Linked DNA regions of Columba livia: region 1 is linked to region 2. The links are chromatin contacts, called in public Hi-C maps. All regions are on one chromosome and are shown on one strand. The core of a region is the stretch at or near the end of the contact, and the rest is flanking DNA. Distances in the headings are between cores, read along the strand shown. Region 1 overlaps IQSEC1 (IQ motif and Sec7 domain ArfGEF 1). Region 2 overlaps ACAD9 (acyl-CoA dehydrogenase family member 9).

Region 1 (5,798 bases), core at 2,928-5,427, 94 kb after region 2:
CTGCACACGCACGGGCGGAGCCACTTCTGGAGAGCAAGAATTCCTCGCTAGAATTAAAAACAAAAACCGACACAAACAAACAACCACCACCAAAACACCCCCAAAGCAACCAAACAAAAAAACAACAAACAACACGCACATTACCAACTGAATTTCATCATCACAGTATCTGACACATGAATAACGATCCTTCCTAGTTTTTTGTTGTTTTGTTTTGTGTTTGGGGGAGGGGGTGTTTTGTTGTTCTTATTTTAATGTTTTTTTTGGGTTGGTTTTGTTTTGTTGTTGTTTCCTTTTGTTTCATTTCTCCTAGCAGATTAACCACGGCGGTGATCAAAGTCCTGAAAGAAATCAAGTCTAAACAGAGTTAATTGTCACTTCGTAATTCATGAAATAAAACCATCTCATCTCCTAGAACACCGTCAAAGGCGCTTTAATTTATATATACGCCTCTTAGGTAGAAACCACGCAGCTGCAAATGAGAACACTGACATTCTGTAATTTTCTCAGACACAATAACATTTTACACGCACGTTTAACAAAGGTGCTTATGGCTCTGGATGCTCTCCCAGCCTTCCTCCCCCAGGCCCAGAGAAGAGAAGGGTTTGCAGCACGTTTGAAGGTTAATCCGAGCGCTGAAGAACTGAGGACCCTGCAGGTCCAGAGCTTGTCAGGACATTCCTGGGGACAATACAGCCGAGTCCTGTCACAGATCAGAATCACAAACAACTTTGAAGAATACTTGCCAAGTCCTAGTTCCACTGGTAGACTATTTCTACGGCGATTTTAGCTTGACGGGACGCAAGAACAGCTGAAACTGCACTGTAAAACCAGCAGATAAATCGTGCTGCCTATAGCTACAAAGAAATTAGTGTTTCAAAAATCAGTGAGGCCCATATGATTAATATCCTGTAATAAGGCAAGAAAGCGAGACGAGTTTTAACTTTGGGGTTTCCTGTTTCATGGAACTGTCAAAACAACTTGCTTTCCAAATGAAGTTTCCCTTCATCACAAAAAGCATCGTGTCTATGTCAGCCGGGCAAACCATCTAACCACAGACACTCCTTGTCTTCATCTACATGCCAGGCTGCTGGAGAAGGGGGAGCTAATTAAGGAAACGAACCAGTCTTGGAGCGGTGGGGCTGCCACCAAGGGCTTCATTCATAATCATTTGCACACTATTTAGTGCAATTTTGTGTAGGGACAGAGCAATTTGCACTATAGTTTTCGGGAATGGAAATGTTCCAGCACAAAAAAGCAGCACTGGCTGATCTCTGTGGTTTGAGGAAACTCAGAAGTTTAGTCAGGAACTACAAATGCTGCTCAAACAAGAGATCGAGGTACAAGAAAGAGCAGAATGAAAGGCCCAGCTGTGCCCTTGCGCTGTATATACAACATACCTCTTATTTACAATACACACACTGAGAGCTGATCACATTTCTGGACGATAAAAAGAATCAAAGCAAAACTTTACTTAAACCCAGCTGAACGTTTGGATGGAGTGTGTGTTTTGCATAGTTTCCTAAGGAAGCATTAGGCACGGATTCCAATAAGTCTGGGTTTAACCAGCTTTCAGTGAAACTCAAATATGTTAAGGAAGGACACACCTACACCAACTGTTTTGATAGTAACGTCACTGCAAGCCCATAACCAGAGACTATTTCCACTGCAATGCCGCCTCTCAACAGCTATCCAGACAGTCTCTTCCCTACAGAAATTCTGGGATAACAACAATCCCACATTTTTCTGGTCCTGACTCAATGTGCTCCCGTGTCAAGCGTCATCTCCACAGGCAAACAGAGACGAATCCAGAGCAGACACAAGCAGCCCATAAAAGTCAACCGCTGCTTTGGAAACCCGTTTCCATTTAGAAAGCAAGCGCAGACAGTTGTACCGTGGGCTGTGACGGAGGACGTGGACTGGAAAGGGTGGCCAAGAAGCTCTGACCTCAGAAGCAGTCACAGAATTTTCTGAAGAATGTGCTTATCTGAACCCACTTCAAACAGAATCTTCCTTCTACAGGTCCGAACACACTAGATAAGCAAACAGCCAAGCAATGCTAACACATCCCATGTCAAATACAATGTAGATAATTGCTACAGCTTCCCCCCTTCAATGTCAAGCATCTAAAATTCTCAATTTTGTTTCGACCATTCCGCTACAAAGTTTTTCTTAAATCACTTCATGTTTTAGTAAGTCTTTAAAACATAAAGTAGAAATTAAATGCCAAAGTCATCTACATATTTAAGATCTCACATGTATTCCAACAGGGGGAATTGTGGTTTCCGAGTCAAGGCAGCCAGATGCGATTATTTTAGGAGGGATATTTTGTTTACATTTCAGCATTCCAAAGCCACCTTCGTTGAACCATAATCCATACTGTGTAATCCCATCTCCCTCAGGTAGCGGCCACTATAATCCATACTGCACAGTCCATGCTCACTCAGGTAACTGGGGCTGATTTTTCACAGCTATCTAGACTTGACTTTTTAGGACAATGTTTTTGGTGGCACACAGCTCTGTTCTTTCACTGTCCTGACTGCACAGGTGCAGTGCTGATGCTCTACACACAGAGGTGACGTTTCAGGCCTCAGAAGACAGTGGCAGCAGCAGCTCTTCTAACAACACAGAGCCAAGCAGGGCTTCTATACCACACCATTTATCTGCACCTTGTACAGAAAGCTTTGGTAGAACCAACAGGAGATATGTATGTGCTTTGTTGTTCTCCCACCGCTATTTTGACAGCTAGCTGGCATTAGAGCTGCCGCCAACATACTGCAGGAATATGCCGTGCAGGGTAAGGAGACAGTAAAGTGACTTTTCATGTCTTAGTATTCGTTGGAACGCAACTAAGAGCACAACACAAAGTCATCATTGCTCCAGCAAAAAAAAACCAAAAAACAAACAAATCAACTTGACCTATGAAAAAAATACGGAACCAGGAAATCTCTGTGCAAGAGGAAGTCACGAAAGATTTCAAACTATGGACTTGCGGAGGTGAATAAGTGCGCAGCCCCGGGAGGAGCTCCCTGCCCCACTCGCTCGGTACCGCTGCTGGTTGCAGGCGCTGTGGCCATGAGTGCTGCTGACAAACTTACAAAGGCAGCTCCAGTTTTGTTACCACTATCCTGTTTCACAGTATCTCATTAGTCAGTGTTGCACTTGGACTGTTCAATCTGCCTTGCTGAAGCTAACCGTGTTTTATTTCTAATACAGGAATATAATTAAACTTAGATTAAGCACAACACTGAAATTTTGGTTTATCCAGTAATTTACATAAATCACTGTTATTTAATGTGTTAATAGCTAAGACAAAGTTTATAAACCCCCAGAGTGCAAACTCAATTTGTAATTATGAGCACACAGCAATTTGTATAACATGCCATCTAAATCTACAGTAATTATGACCCTGCTTAAGGGTAATTCCCAACTTAATCACATTTAATACACCATTATTTCCAAGATCTAAAAGGCTGAAACGGGCATTTATCTTGCATTTTGCTTGAATAAAGGCAAAGGGTTACCCAGAAAAAAACGGAAGAAACTACTAGGGAGTAGCTTTCTTCCTGCAGAGTATAAATACAACCATGTAGCATTGTAAAATAAAACACATACATGGGTCAAAATACATGTTATTCCTCTTCACAGTGCGCTTTGGGGGGATATTAATCCAATTCATTCATTGAAAAAAATACGCTAACCCATATGGATGCTGCACTGCCTTCCTCCCTTCCTTCCCCCGCAAAATTGATTTCTTATCTTCTCTCATATATATTTCTTAATTTCCTATGGCTGCGTACTAGTTCACTTATTATTTTAATACCAATATACAAAAATCGGCATTAAAACAACAGCTACAAGTTCAGTTCACTTTGTAAACTGAACTTATAAAGCTTTTAAACAAACACATCTGGGAAAAGACTTTATGTTGTCGGTTGCTATGGAGTGGGCAAAACAATGAACCTTTGTAGGCATTTTGCTCTTCTAAGAACAGATCCAAAGCCTATTTAAGGCAAAGGAAATCTCCACTGACTTCAAGGTTTGCAGACTCAAAATTCTACTTTTCAGCTACCTATCTCAAACCTTACAAAACATAAAACAGCATTATCGCTATGTAAAGGGTGGATACATCGAAGTACAAAGAGTAGAAACCAAAGCAGAGGAAAATTAGAATAGCTTTTCACAGTCACCTTGCAGATCAGTGGGAGCACTAAAAATGAAACAGATCTACATGTTTTGCTTCGTTGTCCCCTCTCATAAAACAAGATACTTTGCTCCACAGAGGCAGAAAAGGGTCTGAGTGCTGCAGCAAACTCTCTGCCTGGCCCTGGCTAGGAGATTTGGAGAAGGAGCTCAATTTTGGAACAAAAAAAGGCAATTCTGGAATGATAGCAATGTTTCAAAATGCTCAGATACTCTGTTTTATCCAGTGTGGAAGCATGTGAACTAGACAACCCTGTAAATTATAGCAAGTCGTAAAACACATATCCAAGATCTCAGCAATGAGAACAGCGAGGCGCAAAGAGGATTAGATCACAGTCAAATCATTAGACCAAAGCCAGGATTCCCGACTCGAAATTCTCTGCTGTCAATACTCTGACCTGGTTTTGTCCCTTGAAGTCAGTAGCGGATCCTGCCAACCCTCCCTCGTGCAGGCAGCTGTTGTCACCTATGTTATTAGATGCACCACAGCACTGACTATTTGCATCCACAGGAACAACATAAGAAATAATAAAAGAGTTTTTATTTAGTGCAGTGTTTAGGTCTTTCTCTCAGAGAACTCTGGAACACTGGTCACGCTGCTTCTCACCTAATATTTGCATCCTCTGGTTCCGCCTCTGCTCCCCCACAGTTTTGGTTTTCTACAAATTTTGTCAGTCACTAGATAACTACATTTCATTCTAATACTATCAAGATATTTAAACTTTCTCTTGTCAGACCCACAGGCACATGGAACAATTATTTTTTGTGCAAATATCACACAACCTCCCTTTCAAGACAAACTTAGCAAGGGGCTTTCCTTTCAGCTGTGCTCAATGCTGCCGCGACTCACCTCAGCAGGAACTCCACCTGAGAAGCAGAAGCTGCGATCAGAAATCTGTGGACAGAAGGACAGCGCTTGGAAATCCCCCAAAGAAAGCACAGAGGCTGATAAGGAGCCAGAGAGCCCCTCTAGAAAGAAGTTAATCTGTACGCCAAGTATGCTACTCTATTATTACCAGAGATTGTACATCGAAACCCAGTAAAAGGGAAAAGGAAATCTTTAATCTGCATTCTCGGGGCAATAAAGGCAGGACTCTGTACCGTGAATGCAAGGTGACTGCAATTACAAGTTTGTTGATACTGTTATACACGTCTCCTAAGAGCAAAGCCACAAGAGCGGCTCCTTCACTTTCCTCGCTGGCATGTGCTGTTCCCTGAAGAACACGGAGCTCCCGCAGCTCAGGACTCTCCTCAGTGCTTCCAACACACGGCACCGGTGCCAGGACCTCGCTGGCTGCACATTCAGTGCTGCTGCTGAGCAAGGGTGGTGGGCACCAAGTCCACCTGGCTCAGGACTGGGGAACTCAGGATCACAGGATCCCAGAATGTCAGGGGTTGAAGGGCCCTGGAAAGCTCATCCAGTGCAATCCCCCCATGGAGCAGGAACACCCAGATGAGGTTACACAGGAAGGTGTCCAGGCGGGTTGGAATGTCTGCACAGAAGGAGACTCCACAACCTCCCTGGGCAGCCTGGGCCAGGCTCTGCCACCCTCACCGGGAACAAGTTTCTTCTCATCTTTCAGTGGAACCTCCTG
Region 2 (6,770 bases), core at 3,061-5,560:
TGAGCCTCACATTATCACACGGGCATTCGTATCCCAGTGAGTGTTTCTAAACGGTCCATCAAGAACAAGCGAGTCTCAAAGCGAGACTCGCGTCACTGACAATCCCGCTTGCAAACACAAGACATTGCACAGCCAGCTTTGGTTTGTTTAGATAAATGCACATCAATAAGTTAATTAAACTTCTAAATGCATCTTTTGTGAATTTCCTGACTTCCCTCATGAGAAGCGCACAAGAGCAAAGGTTATTCAAGTCTAGGCACCAACAGAGCAGCTTAGCCACAAAAAACAGAAAATCCTATTAATTAGTTTAAAAGTGAAAACTTTGCCTGTAACTCTTACCAAAGCCTGTCATGTGTACAGATACATGACAATAAAAGCAGTGAGAAGGTTTCAACCTATGCTGGATACAAAGCAAGCTGGCCAGCTTCATTCTCGTAAGGCTCTTGCTTGGGCAGCCGTGGTACTTGACTTCATCCTGAGTCAGCATGTGCGATTACAGCTATTTATCTGCTGCACATAACCGATGGGTGGCGTTTGTCAGCTAATTTTTTTTATGCTAATTTATATCTTTTTAGTCTACCCAGAACAACTACAAACCCAATTCATGAACTGGGGCTGTTTCTTCTCATGTGACAGTGTAGTTAAAACAAAGTTTAAATGCTCAAGAAGAAACCATACACACTACCAGTATATATATGTGTATATATAAAAAACACTATATGACCATGCATATGTATTACCAGTCTGTTCTTTCCAGAGGTAAAGCTGGTACCAGTTCCTACTGTAACTCACACTTTCTGGTTACAAGAGCCATCAGACCTGGTGTTCTTACAGGAAGGTACTACCTGTATCTCCAGAGTAAGCAAGTTTAGTTCTTCAGTCTGTTCTGTTACAGACTTTGCAATGAAAGCACTGAAGGCCTGTTCAACTGAATACTGCGGGTTCAGCTCCCGTTTATAAAATCTGAGTGTGAATGGCAGTTAACAGTAAACAGCGTATTCATACTTGCCTCAAAAATCAGGAGGATCCTGGTGTCTCGGAGGTAGCGTTCATAGGGGTAATCCTTCATATAGCCAAGGCCGCCAAGGATCTGCAGTGCTTCACTGACGCAAGCCCACGCGCCCTCAGAGCTGAACACCTGCCAGAACAGCATTTTAACTACTGTGCCACACATTACACGCAGAATACACCGCCCGTTATTGTACCTGCGTGACAGTGCTGATGTATTCTGTCCTGCTGTTGCAACGGCCCCGTTTAAAGCTCGCCTGAAATCGTATCCTTGTGGCTGAGGGTGTGTGCACTTTGGTCAAACCTCGCAACCCACAAACCCATTTCTACAAGGAAACGTTCCCGGAGAGCGGGAGCCCCAGAGCAGCTGTGGTTTGGGGTGGGAGCACGTTCCGCCTGCCCAGATCCACCACAACACGAGCTCTTGTGCACCGAGCACCCACAGGGCCATCACCAGGATGAGAACCGTGAGCTCTCCCGGCCCCAGGCTGTGACACCCCAGAGAGGGACCGACTCGTTCTCCTGATGTATTTTGCAACCATTTCTGAGTTACAGCCTGTGCAGAAGCACCTCAGCCTGGCCCACAAGTAACTGAGTGTCTTTTTGCCACGTAGAGTTTAAGAGGACCATGATATTCCAAACCTGTTGTACAGAGCTTCTATTTTGTACAGTGACAAAAGCCTGAATGTGAGGTAATCAATAGTGCATGGGATGCAGAGAAAACAATGTCTATTGTCTTCATCCAGCTGAGGTGGTTGTATCATATGTCTAAATGGACCACCTGAGCCTGTCATCCATCTGGAGTGTGCACTGAAAACCAGAGAGGAATTAGTCTGTATGAATTAAAGCCGCAGGCAAGTCTGCCCATGGCATTAATTACCTTGACCATGGCCGCCTCCACGGAGCAGTCGGGGAAGCCGGGCCTGTCCATCATGCCCGCGGTGAGGTACGCCATGCTCTCCATCACGTACGCTTTCACTGCCATCAGACAGAACTTCTCCTGCCAAACGGGAAAGCCCCGAGTCAATCACACAGGCACTCACGGGCACAATCCCACGGTCAAGCCTGACGCTCAGGAGCGCGACAGCAGTTTTTGCATGTTTAACATATTCTCAAATACAAATCAATAGAAATAAATCAATAGAATTCAATAGAAAGTACCACCGCAAAACAACCATGAGGAAAACCCAAACAAACATAAAAAAATAATGCTCATTACATTTATCATTCTAGACATCTAAAAGATCAGTGTACGGAACTCTGCACTTAGTTTACACAGATTTAGCACCTTTAAACTAGTACAGCCAAAAGATACCCAGCATGAGCCATGTCCTTGCAGTTAGTCAGTACAAAGCACAGAGATTTGCTTTTTCATATTTTATTACCTGAATTAATCCAAAATCGCTCAGTTTCTTATTGAACTGTTTTCTGGTACAAGCATACTCTGCTGTCATTTCTTAAAAGAAAGAAAAGAAGTCCATTTCAACCCAGCAGCTCTGGAACCGTGACAGCCCGTTCCTGCCAACAGCGCCTACGGCCTCAGTCTGACCCGCAGCTGCGTCAGCGTGTACCCGTGTCAACCCCTCGCTGCTGCACAAGCGCCAGCCCGTGAATAACACCCTCCAAACGAGGCTGTTGGTCCCGCCTGGGAACACAGTGCCAGCGGCTTTTGAACAAGAATCGCAGGTGTGAACCTGTGCTCTTAGACAAGGCACCTGTTAGTGCTAATTAATTACTTCAGAGGGATTTGTGTTACTGTTTTTACTGGTAGAAACCAATTTTATTACTTATTACTGCATGTAAGCCTGGAGCAAGTTATTCAAGTTGGAAGTTTTAAGGGAGATTGCACCTTTTAAATACAACAGTATATAGGTTATTCTCCATAAGAATATTTTGCCTCAGGAAAAATCAACAGCTGCAATAACTTCCCACTACATGCACTGAAAAAACTTCAGTCTTACAGGCTTTTAATAAAAATTTTAAACAAAAATGTTAGTGTTTTAAAGAAGTCAAAGCATGTTATGACTGACAATGTAGCGATGTCGCTATGATCAAGGCTCACGTTACTATTTTGCATTAACTGCATTCTATACTTTATGCAGATCGGGGTTTTTTGCGTGACATCCAGCACCACACACGCCTCATTCACCCACCTATCAACCTTTTAATCATTCCAGCGGACGCGCTGCCCATGCTAAATCTTCCACTGTTCAGGATATTCATGGCAACCTGTGAAGAAAATGAAGGTATTGTTAGGTGCAAATGTCACAAACATCTCCTTAGGCCACGATGGTTCTGCCGTTTGGCTTCCTACGTCAGTGCTTCCCTGGGTTCCACTCATCACTGGGCTGCACCTTGGGACACCTGCCCTTGTACTGTACTCAGCAGTGATGGTTCCAAACTGGGCTTTCAAGGTGAGCGTGACATCCAATTTCACATTAGGGATAGTTTTCAGATCCTGATGTGACCAGGAAATAATCCTTCATTCAAGCTACATTAAGGTAAAATGTAGATAGATAAAAATGTATTTATCTGCAACTAGACAAACGACATTGCAACTAGACAGCACTGCTGAAGTTCATCAAACTGACGAAGGAGAAAAACAGAATATTGTTTAATGTGTGTACACAACGGCCAAATACAAAAATCCTCTCTGCAGCTGACCTACAATGGCAACTTTCCTCCTTCAGAGCCCTTTCAGCAACACGCAAGAAAAGGGAGTAAGAATGAAAGGTGTAGAAATAAATCAGAGATCAATAATGTATAAAAACAGATTTTGAAATCTAGTATTATTGTTTCTTACCAAGAGAAATATGAATGCCTCACTTCAAAGACTGTTAAGAAATTTAGCAAGAAGTCACTGTTCCTACATTCTCACTTGTGGTAATTATCTGAAGAAGAAACCAACAAAAGTCATCTTTTGATATGTTTACTACATTAAAGAAAATGGTTTCATTTACCATTTAGGTCTGGATTTGTCTGCTACAGAATAAGTAAGAAAGCTGAGAAGGATAATTAAGAACAGTTTTGCAAATTCTGCACGTCAGACTCTCGGAGGACGGTTAGAGCAGCAAAGAGAGCGGTGCTGTCTGTACTGGTGTCAGACTTTCCTGACGCCAAGGGGAGGAACTGATGCCGGAGGCAGCTGTGCGGCCTGCTCCCCTCCTGCTCCTTCCCTGCTCCCCTCCTGCTCCTTCCCTGCTCCTGCTCTGCTCCCCTCCTGCTCCTGTGCTCCTCCTGCTCCTTCCCTGCTCCTGCTCTGCTCCCCTCCTGCTCCCCTCCTGCTCCTGCTCTGCTCCCCTCCTGCTCCTTCCCTGCTCCTGCTCCTGTGCTCCTCCTGCTCCTTCCCTGCTCCTGCTCTGCTCCTTCCCTGCTCCTGCTCTGCTCCTTCCCTGCTCCTCCTACACCATCCACAGTTCTGGCTGTAGAAAACAGCAGAAGACATTGTCCTGATTCAGTTCAGAAGTTCTGCTGAAGAAATTGCTCCCTCTTCTGAAAAGAACAGTATGTTCTATTATTTTAATGAAAAACAATAAAAAAACCCCAAACAAATCATGGAACCAACTAACACAAAGAACATCAATGGAGAAGTCTCCTCTGGTACTCTCCAGTTTGGCCACGTTCATACTACCAGTAAAGAAACGTCAGTACAGGGGGAGGGAGGAAAAAAAGCCTTCAGGCTTTTAAAAACCATCAGTAGTTACTCGTGACTGCTTACCTTAAATCCCCCTCCTACTTCTCCAATTACATTCTCTATAGGCACTTTTGTGTTTTCAAAATGCACTTCACAGGCTGAAACACAGAATTAATAGCTGTTGAATTATGTAGAAATATTTAAAAGGCACTCAGGAACATAAATGACTCCTCTTGTAGCAAGGAGTAAAGTTTTCCTAATGCACTCTTTATGATAGAATTACGTATGCTTTGCCAAAGAAGTTAGGATCTGGGAAAATACTGTAGTTGACAACAATGTAAAATGTTAACAATATAATTGATGTGCATTGCATAAACAGAGAAGTATAGTTTTGTCTCTATTTTACGGAACTGATACAGACGGTGAAAAGCTGTAATTTCCAGCAAGCTTAAGAAGAGCCAATGAAAACTGCCCTGTAGGTTAAAGCTGCTTGTTACTGAACGTCCTGAGCAATGTCTCCCACTGAACAGTGAGGGAAGCTTCAGTGCAGCAAAGAATCACACAATATGGATTTCTTATTTCAGACCCTGCATTAGGAAGGACTCGTAGGACAAGCTCAGTAAAGAAACTTTAAACTTATACTGCTATACGGAATAGATATTGATTAGCCTCTGAATTCAGATGATCTAAACAAATCAAAACATTAAAATAGTAAAACAATTTCTATTAACCGTTTTAAGTGGTTCTTACTATTTGATCCTCGAATGCCGAGCTTATCCTCAGGCTTCCCGTGGCTGACGCCACCAAAATCCCGCTCTACAATGAAAGCAGTAATTTTGTCTTTCAGTTCTCCATCCTTATCAACAACCTCTGTCCTGGCAAACACTGTGAAAACATCAGCAATGCCACCGTTTGATATCCACACCTGTTTTGAGAGAGGAAAGACACACATAAATATACTTGTCCTGATTTTGTGAGCACTGTTCACAAGTGTTTCGTAATAGACCAACAAAGAACAGAGTGGTGAAAAATTGCTGCTTCTCCCCATAAAATTCTAATTGAAGTTCTGCTACTAGTTTTGAGAAGCTGACCACAGAATGTATAGAGCAACTATAAAAATAGGTTGTAATATAATCTGAGTTACATTAAAATCCATGGCGCATTTTCACAGAAGCTTGTATATCCTGCTACTTATGACACGAGGGATATAAGGGTAATACAGACTGTAGGCACATTTGCCCACAATAATTTCAGCTCTGATGAGAAATTCTCTGAATAAGGCCACATACATATGGCCTTTCCCACAGCCTGGACGCTTCACATCATAGACAAATAGTTCAACAACTACAGATCAAGTCTGCAACAAATGAAGCACTGCTGAATCCAGCACCTCTACATTTCTTCAAGACTGTATTCTGCCCTTGTTTCTGGCAGCAGAAATGCTCCAAGCAGCCCTATCTCCAGTTCACTGTCAAGATTTCTTTCAAAAATACCTCCAAAATCTGGCATGGAAAGAGGGGAAAACATGGATTTAGGTTTCCCTGTGCTGTCACAGCAGAGGCCAACCAACCAACCAACCAACCACCGCTGCCTTGAAGCTAAAGAACGTGAGCTGGCAATACAGTGAAGGAACTTCTGAGTGGCTGCTCCCACCTTTCTTACCAACAGCTTAGTGCAGGTTGTTCCCTGAACCTGTCTGTGCTTTTCTATTCTCTGTGGCCCTAAAACAACACGGGTTCTCTTTTTGACATCATTTGTCTTCACTAGCTTGGAAACCTCAAAAGAAACAGACTGATGGCAACGCTGCAAAAGACAGAGACGCCTTCTATAAACTTGTAACAAAACCCGTCGTGTTCCCAGCCCGTGAGCGGATACCTTGGAGCCGTTCAGTACGAAGTATTTCCCATCGTCACTGAGGGTGGCTCTTGTCTTGATGGACGCAGCATCACTTCCACTAAAAGCCAAACAGATTATTAATGTTTAAGGAAATAAACATGCTTCCCATAGTTTAAAAAGAAATGTTTACAGTTGTATGAAAGAGTAGCATATAAACTTTAGTTCTTAACTCCCAAGGAAACTTAACTAGATTGAACAGATTGCTTCTGTGCACTGGAAGTAAGGTCTCTAA

Evidence for each region. Hi-C and Micro-C count contacts between places; a contact is called where the count stands out from the background.
Region 1: a contact with region 2 is called in a Hi-C map of liver, with 2.1 times the contacts expected there. The contact joins two enhancer-like sites. A contact is called at or near these places in 2 of 2 Hi-C or Micro-C datasets (crop and liver).

What each region holds. Positions count from the first base shown.
Region 1 is chr10:1,831,839-1,837,636 of bColLiv1.pat.W.v2, forward strand. All of the region lies in intron 4 of IQSEC1 (IQ motif and Sec7 domain ArfGEF 1), which reads right to left. Among named protein-coding and RNA genes, the nearest start is that of ACAD9, 78 kb to the left of the region's middle. Within about 2 kb of position 4,178, at least 1 of the 3 cell types and tissues checked has an H3K27ac peak away from gene starts, as active enhancers do.
Region 2 is chr10:1,737,766-1,744,535 of bColLiv1.pat.W.v2, forward strand. It overlaps ACAD9 (acyl-CoA dehydrogenase family member 9), which reads right to left. Exons shown (of 18, transcript XM_065074882.1): 6 at 6,518-6,596; 7 at 5,393-5,567; 8 at 4,727-4,800; 9 at 3,162-3,237; 10 at 2,394-2,464; 11 at 1,889-2,008; 12 at 1,010-1,138. Among named protein-coding and RNA genes, the nearest start is that of ACAD9, 16 kb to the right of the region's middle. Within about 2 kb of position 4,311, at least 1 of the 3 cell types and tissues checked has an H3K27ac peak away from gene starts, as active enhancers do.